Regions from separate parts of the Delphinus delphis genome. Here region 1 is linked to region 2. A link is a contact called in public Hi-C data. All regions are on one chromosome and are shown on one strand. Each heading gives the region's core, a stretch centred on a gene start, on an enhancer-like site or on the middle of the called end of the contact. The rest is flanking DNA. Distances are from core to core; before and after follow the strand shown.

Region 1 (7,564 bases), core at 4,516-7,015, 130 kb after region 2:
TAGTCCATTTTAAGAAAGGAAATAAGAGGGTTCTATTTACACAAAGAGGAGAACAGCCGCACACTGCTATGTGAATTTGGGCCGTATAACACCGCAAAGCTCTCTTCAGGCCGAGCGTGCAGCAGTGGAGATGGGGCACCCCACCCCTGCCCTGCAGCCTCAAGGTGTGCTGTACACCAAAATTGTATGCTAAGTTGTTTGACTATAGGATACAGTTTAAAATGGATAAAAATAACCCTTCTTCGCTCAATCTTTCTATTTCCTGAAGTTATTTTATCATGTACAACCTCCTGAAAGATGCTACTGTTGAAGAGCTACCAAATTATTTCAGGAAGAGGCTTCCAAGACTCAGCTCAACAGAAAGACGATAGGCTAGTTAAGGCAGCACTTCGGGTGGAATCTCAAGTCCAGCTTTGCCACCGACTGGTACTGTGAAAGAAATAAAATTCCTTACCATCCTGTCCTCGGTTAACCCCTCTGTAAAATGGAAATAAAAAGGACTGCCAGTTGTCTACTGAACAAGCGTGGATCAATGAGGTAGCAACTGTACAAGTGATTAGAGAGTCTTGGATGAAAGTGGAGGTGTATGTGAAATCATACTCTTAGTGTGTTTATAGCTGACCCTGGTCTAAGGATTTATGGACAGGTTTCCACAGAAGTCATAAGAAATCAGTCAATGTGGCTATTGTCCTTCTCATACAACTCATGCCTAACTAGTTATAAATAAACTTGAGGAACGTCCCAGCATTATAAAGGAGCTGAATCTTGACTTTACTTATGGAAATTCTCTGGACCCTAATCAGTTCAGGAGAGATGACACCCTGGCTCAGGTCGAGAATTCTGTGGGGCCATAACTGGAACCTTACTGGGCCTAGGAGATAAATTCTCACAGTAATCATGGAGGAACACTACCTCTGTGAACGCTCAGCCACTCATTTACATCAAGAGGCACCACCACCAAGTTCATTCACACCAGAGACTGGGGGTGGGGTGTGTGCGGGGTAGTCTTGAATGGGAAATTTCCAACCCAGCACTAAACTTCTCTTCCACAAGGCTTCTGGGGTGCCAATTTTTATTCATGAGGAAAAACAAATAATAAGATAATGACAGTAGTTTCAATTTTAGAATATTTGTTTTCTAGATAAAGGACATGGGAACCTTAAAACTGGTTGACTTAAAAGCTTTAAATTGATTCACTTGGTTATCCTTCAGTGTTCTTCAGTTATATTTTTCTGATGGTATACTTCCTGCAATGGCCATCAGGATATCACAGTTAACAAGAGTCTGGCCTGCAACTGCAAACGTTTGGCTTTAAAGCACGTGGCATTCTGGTTTTAACAGGGAATAACAAGTTCAAAGCCTGACAGAGTTTTTAAATGGATGAAAGTGTATGATGAAAGCTGGTCAAGATTTCCCTGTTTAACTGTAGACAAGGACCATTCTGGGAAGGTGGTGGAGGAGAGAAGGGTGGATATTTGAAAAGAGCATGGTCTCTGATTATAGAAAAATCGTAGCACACAGGGCACCCTTACCCAAAATTTCTGGATTCTTTGAAGATACATATAAAAAAATTCAGAATCCCCAAGATAATCTTTTAAACAAATTCCATAAGCAGCATAACTCCTTCCGAACTTTGAACAGAGCTTTGGAAACTATAGATCTTATCTGATTACTTAAGAGTGCTGAACATATGGTGATTTCTACAAGCGGACTTATACCTAATGGCTAGGGCATTACTGAAGTACATTTGGTTTAGTGAAACTGAATTTTTCTTTAATAAAAAGCAGGCCGTTCAAAAAATGACCAGTTAAGAGACTGCCCGCCAACTCTGTTGATGGGAAAACATTTATATTTTAAATTAAAGCATTATAAGAATATACAGATACTTTGTGTCAAAATCATCTTCCTTGTGTCAAAATCATTTTCCATGTAATTACTGAAAAGATTTGATAACTCTGAAATCACTGATAAAGGTCAAATGTCACCATTTAAAAATATATTCTAACAAAAAGATAACTAAGCCAAACCAGTCCTTGGTTTAAAAAAGACTCACCCTGTCAAGTCAGCTATACGGCCAGTGTCTCATAAAAGAACTGGGAGGCAAGTGCTGAACTTCCTCTTTCACATTACTGCCAATGCCTGCTTTACCAATTTAACAAAACATACTTTTAAAACCTCTGGATTTCAATTCTAAATATTTAGTAACTGATTTCAAAAATCAGTAGGAAAGAAAAAAAAAAAAAGATTCCATCTCCCTGCAGTTCTCTGGATGATTCCAAGACAATCAATATTCACAATTTCATTTGTTTTTGTTCTTTAAACAAGCAGCTAGAGAAACTTAAGATCTGCATTTTCATTTCCCAAGAAGTTTGATATGTAGCTAAATCTTATTTTTTATTGTCCAAGGAAAAGTACACCCCCCCAAACACTACAAGCAAAGAGCCCAGCATTTCAACCTGAATTAACAAGAATAAACTGTTACCAATGGTTATGTAAACCAGCAGTAATCTTTCTATAGCCCTTACCTCAGTTCAAAATCCTGACCATATATGGCCTTGGATATAAGTCTAATTCAAATCAAGGGGTCAAACTGCATTCTCTGGGGAGATGTCTCACTGCTCAGGTAAGGGTCATTCTGAACAGGTCATAAAGGAAGTGAGTACATTTAAACAAAACAACCTGCTCTTGCTTCATATGTTTGCTTGGTGCCATCTTCAGGTTTAATCATGGTCTCTCAGAAATCCTTGCACCACTTAAGTTATTGCACAAATTCATTACTAGTCAAGAGTATGGACAACGGTGATAGCCTCTGGTCTCTAACCATGGAAAGCAAACCAAACCCATTGACAGAAATAACAGAGTTTTTCCCCAAATCCAGAGTTGCAGCCATTTCCCCAGAAATAAAGCTGGATATTAAAGAGAAGAGAAAGAAGCTATTTCCTGAATTGAAATTCTCAACTATCATTATTTTTCTTTCCTAATCAACTTTGGGGCCAAGCTACTTCTCTTCAACAACATCCCCTTCTTTTCCTCACCACTGAACATCCCCTCAACAACTTTCCCGTGAAACTTAGAAAAAAACGAAACTCAGAAAAAAACAGAGAGTGCTAAGGATTAAGCTTAGAAAAAAACAGAGTGAAAACTTTGAAAAAAATAGAGTGAAACTTAGAAAAAAATAGAATGCTAAGGATTAAGCCTTGACTATTAATGTGAGCAATTCCTCTCAAATCATGAGTGGACAAGGATAAAAGTAACAAATGAGCTACACTTATCCAGAAAAATAAACCCAAAGGCTTCAACGTTCTTCCAAAAAAGTTTTTAAAAATACTGTAACAAAAAGCAACACATAAATTGTTGTATACCATTGCATAATACAAGTCAGCATTAACCTTCTTCTTAAAGGCTGTCAGTACTCATGCACAGTTTTACTTGTTACCACCTTCAGATAATGTTAAAGGTGGGAGGGAAATTTACAAATTTCAAGAACTACCAGGTAACTAATTAACAGATCCATCCTTCATGTGCCTTCCTATTCAAGAGCTCGGCACATATGTGCTGTTCACTCATATCCTGTGGTTCTTCCAGTGCTAAGGACAATGGGGTGAATCAAGGACAGAAGAGGCAGCAAGGACAAGGGAGTTTAAGGTTTAAGTGCGAAACCTCTGGCTTTTAGTTGTCTGTATTATGCCACAGAGGTTAACCAAATACAGTTACTCGCAGGGAATTTTCATGAGAATGGGAGACAGATAAGGATTCTAAATCAGTGTTGAAAATGTCAATGTTTTTAATTTACTGGAATAAAAGGTATAATTGAATGAGTCTAATAAAAGCAGATTTCCTAGCTAACATATATTAAGGGCAAAGAGGGGGAAAAAAGGGTGCAATAGCATTAGTGGAGTACTCAACATGTACCAAGAAGTACATTCAGGGTTTTAGTATGTGATTTCATTGACCATTAACCAGTATTTACTTCCCAGTGAAATTTACAAATTTCAAGAACTACAAGGCTAACATAAAAGGGTTGTGGCATATTAATATTTTAATATTATATGTTCCTGCATCACCAAAAAGGCAGGTTTTAGCCTCAGTCGTTCCTCTTTGCCGTTATAAATAGAGTGACAAATTAGATTATCAGACACATAACTGTATTTAATTTACATGTCAAATATGAAATCCTATCACCTATGCCAAGTCAAATACTTTAACACGTCTATAAAATCTTTACTATGAAAAGTAAAAAGTGGATAATGTCCAGTATTTTCAATTATAGAAAACTTGCCCTGAATCTGCAACTTCTGAAGGCAAAATATTGTCACTGTTGCTAATCTCACTTGAAGTTTCCACAGAGTTTTGCTCCAAAAGGGAAGAAAAGCAAAATTAAGTTTTAAAAAAAGTTCATAAAGAAATAGAAAACATTTCCATTTCTCTCTTCTTTTCAGTCCCCTCAACCCAAATAGAAGGGCTTCCTCCAACGCCTTAAGACCATGTGTACATTACTGAATCATGATCGCCACTTCATTTACATGATTATAACCCTGTTATAATCACAACAGGCAACGTCCATTCTGCAGTTTGTATCATCTACAGTATAACCTAAAAGAGAAAGGGAAATATTTACCAAATTACCTGCTACTGCTGTTATTCTTCTTGGATTTGCTCCTCCGTTTTAAGGCATCTCTGTCCTTGTTATTGTATGGTAACATGGAGGCATAACCATGTTCAGCTTCTAGAAAACCGGAGGATCCAGTTAATGAATGAGCCCCGAACATTCAACACTCTCTCCCCTCCACAGTATTTCCCTTTTAAGATTGATTTATTTTTCATTAAAAGAAGATTGTGGAAATAATTAAACGGAGCAAGGTGGAATTCTTAGAACAATGATTGGTTTTTTTTTTAATTGAGTGAATATCCTCAGTGAGGAGCAGGTGTAAGGAGCATTCCAGCTGCTCATTGTTGAGAAAGACAGCAAGTCTCCTGGAGCCTGGGTTTCCCACTGGCAACGTCCAGCAGGTTGGTGTGTATTAAGTGGGACCAGCCTCAGGCGAAGGTGCGGGGCAAACACCGGGAGCCAGAGCCCGGGAGGGACGGTGTGGGGCAGGGGAGGCGCTGCTCCTCCGTCTGCGAGACCCGGCGCCAGGCCCACTTGGGGGCCGGCCGGGACGAGCCCCAGTGAGGTAAACCAAGGGCCTGGCTGAGGGGGCCCCGGGCCCCCCACTCGCGACGGGGTGCGGAGCGGGCGGCGCTCCGGACCCCGGGGCAGCGGTCCCTTTTCCACCCCCATTCATTGCCTTTGGGGCAGCGACGGCCTCCCTTCGGACCGCGCGTGGGGAGAGCTGGAGGGGTTGGGAGCGCTCGAGGTCGCGCTCTCAGCTCCTCCAACTACCCCCGGAGCAGCTGGGCACCCGGACCTGCGGCTGGGCCCCTCAGAGCCCCCAGTCCCCGCTCGGGCCGGACTCCTCCCGTCCCCGTGCACCTCTCTCTCGCCGCTCCAGGTAGTCGGCCGCCTCCAGCAGCATCTGGATGTTCATCCGAACCGCCGCCGCCATTCTGCACCGGGGTCCGGAGCCACTGGACCAACCCCCACTGCCCACGGACTCGCCGCCGCTGCCGCCGGACACCCACGCCCCGCTGTGGACCCCGCAGAGCAGGGCTGAGAGAAGCTCTCTGGCGACCACGCTCGCCGGAAGGGGGAGGGGACCGGTGAGCCGAGCACCACCGACACCGTGACAGAACCCAAAGAAGAGCAGCAGCCGCCACCGCCGCGGAGTGTTTATCTCCGACTCACCGTCCCCCCGCCCCCAGCCCCTTCTCTTGACAGGCCCGCTTCGGCTGCGTTCCTCATTGGGCACCCCAAAGAATGCCCCGCCTCTGGCGCTGTCCGATTGGGGGAAGGCATTACAGCCCCGCCCCTCAGTGTCCGCTCCTCTCGCTGGTTGGTCACGCTTGATAAGGCCCGGGCTCCACCCTCTCTTTCCAATTGGTGATAGGATTCGCAACTCCGCCTCGTGCTCCTTCCCTGTTTTCCATTGGTTCTATACCGACAACCGGGCCCCCTTTTGCTTTGTTAGTATTGGCCAAGAGCTACAGAAAGCAAGCCACTCTGCCTGTATCCCATTGGTGGAACCTTCCTACACCGCCCAGCTACGATGACGTCACCTTTCCCCAAGCCAGCGAGCCCTGAATGGCTGGTGGTCAGCGGCTCGGCTACTCCTCGCGGGATCTGGCATGGGCCGTCAGGGCTGACCCGGGCGCAGACCGGCGCTGATTCACCGGCTGCCGCCGGGCTCGGCTCCACCCGACCCCACCTCGGACCTGTTGCCGGGACCTGTCTCTGGGGAAAAGTTCCGGGGACCTGCTGGGCGTCCCTCGAGTGGAAGCTGGCACCGCGCGTCACCTGGGCGCTCTGCCCCGCTCGGGTTCGGGGCTGGATCCCTGGGCCTGCCGGCCGAGACCCGGAGGTTACAGGCTTCCCGAGGTCGAGGGCCCAGCCGCGAATCTCTCCGAAGGGAGAGCGGCAGACAGCCCGACGGTAGGGCGGTGGGCCTGGGGCTCCGCCGAGCGCCACGTGGCTGAGGGGCTCGGGGGAAAAGCCTGTCTCCTGTCCAGTGTTCGCCGCCCAGCGTTTTTTTCTCTCCTCAGAAAGCGCTGGAGTAGGGAGGCTGTATACAGAGCTGAGCTCTCCGAAGGCACTAGGCACTACCCCCGCCCCAAGTGCTGGCTAATTACTCCCTCACGCGACTGGGTTTTAAAAGCTCAGAAACTTCCTGTACCTACAGATTGGCGTTGAATTCTGAGATTCTTTGACATAAATCTCTTTCGGGGTCTTTCCTTCCCTTTTAATTCTAGAGGAGAACACTCAAAAAGAATCCTTTCTTTTCAAGACGGCTATGAATGGTGTTTGTGTGGTACCAATATAAATGTACATAGACAGAACTAGAAACTTTATTTAGGAATTGTTCCCTAAGCTATCTCAAGACCCAAGTTACTCTGTTAATATACTGACATCTTCATTTTAAGAAACGGAAATAAAACTCTTCGTAAATTGAGAGTCCTGAATATAGAAATGAGTAAAGCATGAACATATTTAACAAAGCTTTTTAGAAAAGTTTATTGTTGCCAATATGTGAAAACAATAGCCTGTCAGGTAACTTACCTACATTATTGCTAATCCTCAATATAACCCCATTAGATAGGTTAATTATCTACATTTTGCACATGAGGAAACTGATGCCCAAGAAGCTAAATGACTTTCCTAGACATCCATTCAGCCAGAAATGGAAACTGAACCTAGATCTGTTTCACTCAGAGCCCATGGTGTCAATGCTCCAGTTGGTAGCTGTTCTAAAAACAAGACAACTAAGAGACGGATTTCTATATGAGTCACAAACAATGACACTCAAACACTGGGGAAAAACAAAGAAACACATTATGATGGTAAGTTTTTAAATGTGTCCTTTTTAATGGTTGACAAATCCATTAAAATTAAATAAACTCAACAGAATTAATACGCAGTAAACCAGGCCTGACATACAGAACACATATTTTCTGGTTTTAATGGTTAATT
Region 2 (7,573 bases), core at 4,099-6,598:
TGAGCTCTTTAGCTGTGGCGTGTGGGCTCTGTAGTTGTGGCACGTGGGTTCCAGAGCATGTGGGCTCTGTAGTTGGGGCACGTGGGCTCTCTAGTTGTGGCGCGTGGGCTTAGTTGCCCTGCGCCATGTGGGATCTTAGTTCCCCAACCAGGGATCTAACCTGTGTCTCCTGCATTGGAAGGCGGATTCTTTTTTTTTTTTTTGGAAGGCAGGACCACCAGGGAAGTCCGATCTGTGCTTTATTTTGAAAAATACAATAAGCGTGTGTTTCTTTTCTAATGAGAGTAGTGAAGATTCTATTTTTTAAAAACAGACTTTAATATATATTTTTTTATAGAGTAGCAGGTTTATAGAAAATATTTCCTTGCCTCTCCACCCAGATACTTACTGCTGTATTACATGAGGGAAATGAAATACTAGAACCTCACTGCAGGCTGCCCAGTGAGCTGGTTGGTATCTAGGTAGGAAAGCAACCATTTCCCTTTAGGTGAAATTAGAACTCAGGAGGTAGTAGTATTTGAGAGTCTCAAAGGGATTGATGATGATGATAATGACAACAACAGTAATAATGGTAATGGGGAACCTTGATGAACAAGGCCCTGCGCTAAGCACCGTATATGGATTGGCTTATTTTTAACAACGTAACCATATGAAGCTGGTACTATGGAGAAGTAGAGCAGCGTGGGAGGAGGGAGCATAGACTCTGAGGTCAGACCTCCTGTATTGACATCTCAGCTTTGCCAGTAACTAGCCATGTGGCCTTGAATAAGAAGACTGTGCCTCATTTTCCTCATCTGTAAAATGGGGGTACTAAGGTACCAGCCTCATAAGGTGTTTGTGATGATTAAGTAATGTAAGCCATGTAAAGTGCTTAATGTTGCGCTTGGCACATAGAAAGTGCTCACCAGATGTCAGCTGTTATCATAATCAAAATACCTGTTATTCTCATTTAACAGATGGAGAAATAAAGACTTAGAGAGAGGTAAGGTAATTTGCTTAAGTGATACAGCAAATAAATGATGGAACAGGAATTTGCATTTCAGGCCGTCAAACTCCAGAGCTCTTGTTCTTAACCTTTACACTATACCACCCGTCATGGGTTAAGAGGAGGAGACTGGACCCACAAGAATTGCATTTTGGGTTTGGACCTCCCTAGCCTTTATTTGTGATCTTAAATATCTTATCACTATAGCATGTACTTGGTTATTCTCTGAGTTGACTCTTTCCTAGATCCAAAGAAATGAATGAGTGATGGGTTAGTTGTAGTCTTCCCCTGCTAGGGATTGGGTGTTCCTGGCCAGGACAAGGAAATGGAGCTAAACAAATACGCTTGTTCTTCCCAGCGCTCTTTGGACCAGAAGTAGGGGCTTGTCTGGTCTCATTTGTTATTATGATTGTTTCTTTTTAATGCAACTGGTAATGATGAGAAACAGAGGAAGCAGTATACACATCGAGCACTTTCTGTGTGCCATGCATTTTACATGGATTATCTCATCATATCCTTAAAATAACTATAAAGTAGTAACTCTTATCCCTATTTTATAGAAACAGAGAGGTTAGGAAACTTGCTTAAAGTCACGGTAAGTGGTAGAGCTGGGATTTGAATAAGCAGTCTGGCTCCAGAGTCCATGCTCTTAACCTCTGCACTCTACTGCTTCTATTTCTCTTTCACCTGTGTAAAGTACGTAGTGTGGGTCAGTAGCATGGGACTTAGGAGGGCCAGTCCTACTGAAAAATTGGAAAACTTTACTGGGCTAGGAATGAGGCGGCCTGCGATCTTGTCTTGACACTGCCACCAACTTGCCACATCTAGGACTTCACTTTTCTCAGCCTGTTGTCCTCATTTATTAAACAAAGGGGTCGCTCTACATGGTCTCTGAGATGGTCCTTCTGACTCTGATATTCTGTAATTGATCATATGAAGTGACGAGGATAATACCTGCTCAGCTCCTTGATCTGGAGCATTGGTATTTGTGAGGTTTTAGGGAGCCTGCTTTGTGCAAAGGAAGATGATAGATTTCAGGGCAGAGAATGAGCTGCCTTCCTGAAGAAGGTAGAACTGGGCTTTTTTTTGAGGCTGGTTGCCAAGGGAACCTAGCCTCTGGCCAGCAGCAGCCAGGAATGCTTTGGTTGAGGGTTGGGAACAGATAACTAAAACAAGCAGCACATTTAGGTTTCACTTTCCACCCCCACTCCCATTCACCACAGCTACCTGCTAGTTGTGTACACTTTCTTTGTTAGGCACTGTTTTAAGTACTTTATAAAGTATCGTATTATTTAATCTTCATAGTAATCTTATGAGATGGGTACTATTATTGTTCTAAATTTACAGACAATAAGAGTGAGGCAAATAGAGTTAACTAATTTGTCCACATTTACTTAAGTGGAAAGTGGTATCAAACCCACTAAGTTGTACTGGCTTCTTGGTCGGAGCTTGAAAAAAAATGCAGAGGGAAAACTCTTTAGTTATTTATTAGTGGTTTTTGTTTTGTTTATTTGTTTGCATTTTATTTAATAGAATGACAGACACTTGGAATTGGAAAGGGCCTTTGAGGTAATACAATCAATCTCCTTGTCTCCAGACTTCCGTTCAGTCACAGAATTGCTTTATATAGTCCCCTGACAGATGATCATTTAAATCAGGGGTCCCCAACTCCCAGGCTGCGGACTGGTACCAGTCCTCGACCTGTTAGGAACCGGGCTGCACAGCAGGAGGTGAGCAGCGGGCAAGCAAGCGAGCGAACCTTCATCTGCTGCTCACCATCGCTTGCATTACTGCCTGAACTATCCCTCTGCCACCTTCCTTTCGTGGAAAAATTGTCTTCCATGAAACTGGTCCCTGGTGCCAAAAAGGTTGGGGACAGCTGATTTAAGTTATTTTTGAATACTTCCATTGCTGGGAAGCTCATCATTTCTTGAGGAATCCCATTATAGTTGTTTTTCTTTTTCTTTTCCATTATGGTTTATTACAGGATACTGAGTATAGTTCCGTGTGCTATACAGTAGGACCGTGTTGTTTATCTGTTTGTTTTTTTGTTTTGTTTTGTTTTGTTTTTTGCGGTACGTGGGCCTCTCACTGTTGTGGCCTCTCCCGTTGCGGAGCACAGGCTCCGGACGCGCAGGCTCAGTGGCCATGACTCATGGGCCCAGCCATTCCGTGGCATGTGGGATCTTCCCGGACCGGGGCACGAACTCGTGTCCCCTGCATCGGCAGGCGGACTCTCAACCACTGCGCCACCAGGGAAGCCCTGTTTGTTTGTTTTTAAATTTGGCTGCGTCAGGTTTAAGTTGTGGCATGCAGGAGCTTTCGTTGCGGTGAGTGGGCTTTTCATTGTGGCATGCGAGCTTCTCTCTAGTTGTGGCGCGTGGGCTCCAGAGTGCGCGGGCTCAGTAGTTGCACCACACGGCACAGTAGTTTAACCCGCGGCCTCTGGGATATTATTAGTTCCCCAACCAGGGATCGAACCCGTGTCCCCTGCGTTGGAAGGTAGATTCTCAACCACTGGACCACCAGGGAAGTACCCTGTGTATCTGTTTTATATATAGTAGTTTGTATCTGCTAATCCCAAACTCCTTATTTATCCCCCTCCACCACCTTTCCCTTTTGGTAACCATGAATTTGTTTTCTATATCTGTGAGTCTTTTTCTGTTTTGTAAATAAGTTCATTGGTATCATATTTTAGATTCCATGTGTAAGTGATATCATGTGGTATTTGTCTTTCTCTTTTTGACTTCACTTAGTATGATAATCTCTAGGTCCATCCATGTTGCCAAAAATGGCATTATTTCTTTTCTTTTTTTTTACAGCTGAGTAATATTCCATTGTGTGTATATGTACCACATCTTCTTTATCTATTCATCTGTGGATGGACATTTAGGTTGCTCCCATGTCTTCGCTACTGTAAATAATGCTGCTATGAACTTTGGGGTGCCTGTATTTTTTTTTCATTGTCCAGAAAAATTTAACAGGTTTATATATAATTGTTATAAAATTGAACTGCTGAAACTTGTTTACTGAAACATTTTGACTTGCATTAATGCTTTATGTCCCCGCATTTATATGAAAAATTCACACACAAATGAAAATGGAAAAATTGCCAATACCTGATTTCTGCCCCCTATTTTTCCACTTGCAATCATATACTTAGGTACCTTTTGACCCCATGGGGAAAAAAAATCTGATGTTCAGAACTACCAATAACAGGAAGAAGAGAAATTCTTTTTTTGAAGAAAGAAGTATTTCCCGTCAGAGTGAATTCTTAAGGGTGTTTTCCACGTATGCGGCGTGCTAGCTGGATGTCGCTTGGCATAATTGTTACACGTTTGGCATGGATAGCACACAGGTTGGTGTCTTCAAAAAGCCCAGCCAGATAGATCTCACTTTCCTCCTGCAAAGCACCGGTAGCTGCACTCTGGAAGCGCAGATCTGTTTTGAAGTCTTGAGCAATTTTCCGTGCCAGATGCTGGAAGGGAAGTTTGTGAATCAGAAGTTCAGTAGACTTCTGACAACGTCTGATTTCGCTGAGTGCCACGGTACCAGGCCTGTAACGCTGAGGTTTCTTCAGCCTTCCAGTAGAGGGCACACTCTTGCAAGCGGCTTTTGTAGCCAGTTTCTTTCTTCCTTGGTGCTTTACCACGGGTCGATTTGTAGGCAGCCCGCTTTGTACAGACCTCCTTACTTACCCCACTTCTCCTTCAGCTGGAGCTTGGCTGCCTGTATCTTTTCAAATTAGAGTTTTCTCCGGATATATACCCAGGAGTGAGATTGCTGAATCATACGGCAACTCTATTTTTAGTTTTTTAAGGAACCTCCATACTGACTTCCATAGTGGCTGCACCAATTTACATTCCCACCAACAATGTAGGAGGGTTCCCATTTCTTCATACCCTCTCCAGCATTTGTTATTTGTAGACCTTATTAGTGATGGCCATTCTGGCTGGTGTGAGGTGATACTTCATCGCAGCTTTGATTTGCGTTTCTCTAAATAATTAGCGACGTTGAGCATCTTTTCATGTGCCTGTTGGCCATCTGTATGTCATCTTTGGAGAAATGTATGTTTAGGTCTTCTGCCCATTTTTTGATTGGGTTGTTTGTTTTTCTGTTATCGAATTGTATGAGCTGTTTGTGTATTTTGGCAATTAAGCCCTTGTTGATTGTATTGTCTGCAAATATTTTCTCCCATTCTGTAGATTGTCTTTTCATTTTGTTTATGGTTTCTCCCATTATACTGTTGAGTAGCTCTCACTAATAGAAAATTATTTCTTGTTTTGAATTGAAATCTAATTGAGGTATCTTCTCATCAGTTATAGGCCTGTCTCCTGGAACCATACAGGGTAAATGTAATCCATCTTCCACATCCAATCTTGTGAATGTTTGGAGATGTTCTTCCTGTTTATAAGGAGTATTTGCAGTTTTCTCATAGCATCTAAACTTGGCTTTCAGTTCAGATTGGTCTGCACAAAAGCATTCTCTGTCTCTCACTATTTGTAAGTGCAGCCTTGCAACAAATTATGCTTCACTTCTTGTGATTAGTTAGCACAAAGTGTGGACCCTTCCCACATCCTTGGAGAACGGATGGTTAGTGAGCTGAATCTATACAGTTCTATATGAGCCTGGTGGGTTTGCAGTTCCCTACTCAGAATCTCTAAGACATCAGGCTGCTGCCCCGTACACACTGTCAGAGATCACAAAATGGCTGGAAGTTTATCCGGGCACTTGATGAAACTGCATTTACTTCATCAGGCCACTAGGTGATGTACAACTCGCAAACCCAGACTGCCAGGGACGGTTGTGTATAGGACAGTTTCTGTTTGTACGTGGAAATGCCATCAGAAGTCACTTGGTACAATTTCACGAAAAGGTTTTCTTAGGGGGAGGGGAAACATGTCTTGCGTATACTTTGTCTTTCTCAGCTTTGTTCCAGTTTTAAATATTAATTTGACTAGGATACTTTGAGTGATTTTCTTAGACAAAGGGACATGGATGGTCCATTTATTTATTTACTTATTTATTTGTGTGTGTGTGTGTGTGTGTGTGTGTGTGTGTGTGTGTGTGTATATCTTCATGTATGAATGATATCTTGGCTGGGTTTAGGATTTTTTCTTTTTTTTCCTTTTTGGCTGTGCCACACGGCTTGTGGGATCTTAGTTCCCCAACCAGGGCTGGAAGCTGGGCCCTCGGCAGTGAAAGCACAGAGTCCTAACCACTGCACCGCCAGGGAATTCCCAAGGATTCTTGAATAGTAGTCCTAGTCTCTACAAAGTATGCAGCCTTGTACTGTCCAGTTTCTAGTAATACAGATGAAAAATCCACTGCCAATAGGTTTCTCTTTCCTCTGTAAGTAATAACCATTTCTCTTTGAAAGTTTGTAAATTTTTTCTTCATGCTTAGTGTTTCATCATGATAGGCTTAGGTTTGATTTAAAAAAAAAACAAAACTCTGCTTGTCACTTGATAAACCTTTTAGACTTAAAAACTTAAGTCTTTTCTCAGTTCAGGGAAGTTTTATTGCTTTCCTTCTGTTTCCAACCTCCTTACTTTATAGATGAGGAAACTGAGCCCAGAAAGATTAAGTGACTTACCTAAGGGTCACTCAGGTAGTTAAAATGAACCTCAAGCAAATAACCTGACTCCTTTAATGAGGTACACTTTCATTGTATTGAATATTGCTCTAGTGAGAGAGCCATTATGAACTAATTAGAAATTTTTTAGTGAGACAGGAATTTTTCCAAGGGGTCATGAAGAAATGAAGAAGGAAGAGGAGATGATAGAATTCGTTAGGATTAAAATATGGCCCATATGAAGGACTGCAAAATTCAGAAGTTCACCCCCACCCCCAGTATCCCAGTTATTGGAGATACCCCAAAGCTCTAAAACTTAATAAAGCCAGGAAGTTGATTGAACATTTGGAGAATTAGATATTTAGTTGTCAGAAGTTGGATAAGTGTGGTCATGCCCTGTTATAAATATTGGAAAATATGTGAATGGCATCTGAAGGCTTGGAGACAGATACCATAAACTGTCTTATCAGTGGTCTGGTTTCTGTTCTGAGTTCCAGCTTGGGACCCTTTTCTGCTGGGAACCACCTGTCCCTGGCTCTGTTGATCTTTGGATTTCCCTAGCCCTTCTGTCCCTTTCAGTTTTGAAATGAAACCTACCCCAGAGGGTGAGGTCAGGTACCGAGAGGACTTTGACAGCTCACACCAGATTGTTTTCTTTCCAGAGCCGCCCAGTATGTGACTGTGTGTGGCATGAGGCGCAGCAGGCTGTGATACAGACTGATGGTGAGTCAGCTGTTGGGTAAGACCTCAGCTAGGCAGTGTCATCTCTTTGGGTAACCAGGAAAACATGTAGACCAAATATGTTGTCTTTCAGGCTCAGAAAGTTGAAAGTTAAGAGCACGGTCACCAGAGATCTACCATGATCTCTCTGCCTTTGGTTTACTGAAGAAGGAAAGGCTTTATTTCAGTGTCTTTTCTCCTCTTTTATAGAACCTTCTTTTCAGGAAGAAGCCAGTTTCTAAACTTTTATACTGTGCCTCCTGGAATTGCTGCTTTGATGTGGAGTGATTCCT

Evidence for each region. Hi-C and Micro-C count contacts between places; a contact is called where the count stands out from the background.
Region 1: a Hi-C map of lung shows a contact between it and region 2, with 3 times the contacts expected there. The contact joins the promoter of MXD1 here to the promoter of LOC132435327 in region 2. A contact is called at or near these places in 2 of 3 Hi-C or Micro-C datasets (lung and muscle).

What each region holds. Positions count from the first base shown.
Region 1 is chr12:31,213,656-31,221,219 of mDelDel1.2, forward strand. It overlaps MXD1 (MAX dimerization protein 1), which reads right to left and starts at 5,766. Exons shown (of 6, transcript XM_060026429.1): 1 at 5,474-5,766; 2 at 4,627-4,726. The coding sequence starts at 5,546.
Region 2 is chr12:31,083,371-31,090,943 of mDelDel1.2, forward strand. LOC132435327 (histone H3.3-like) reads right to left here and starts at 5,349. Exons shown (of 3, transcript XM_069541268.1): 1 at 5,332-5,349; 2 at 4,621-4,659; 3 at 4,260-4,619. The coding sequence starts at 5,349. The coding sequence ends at 4,260. It overlaps LOC132434823 (a long non-coding RNA gene), which reads left to right. Exons shown (of 10, transcript XR_009521429.1): 3 at 7,223-7,283.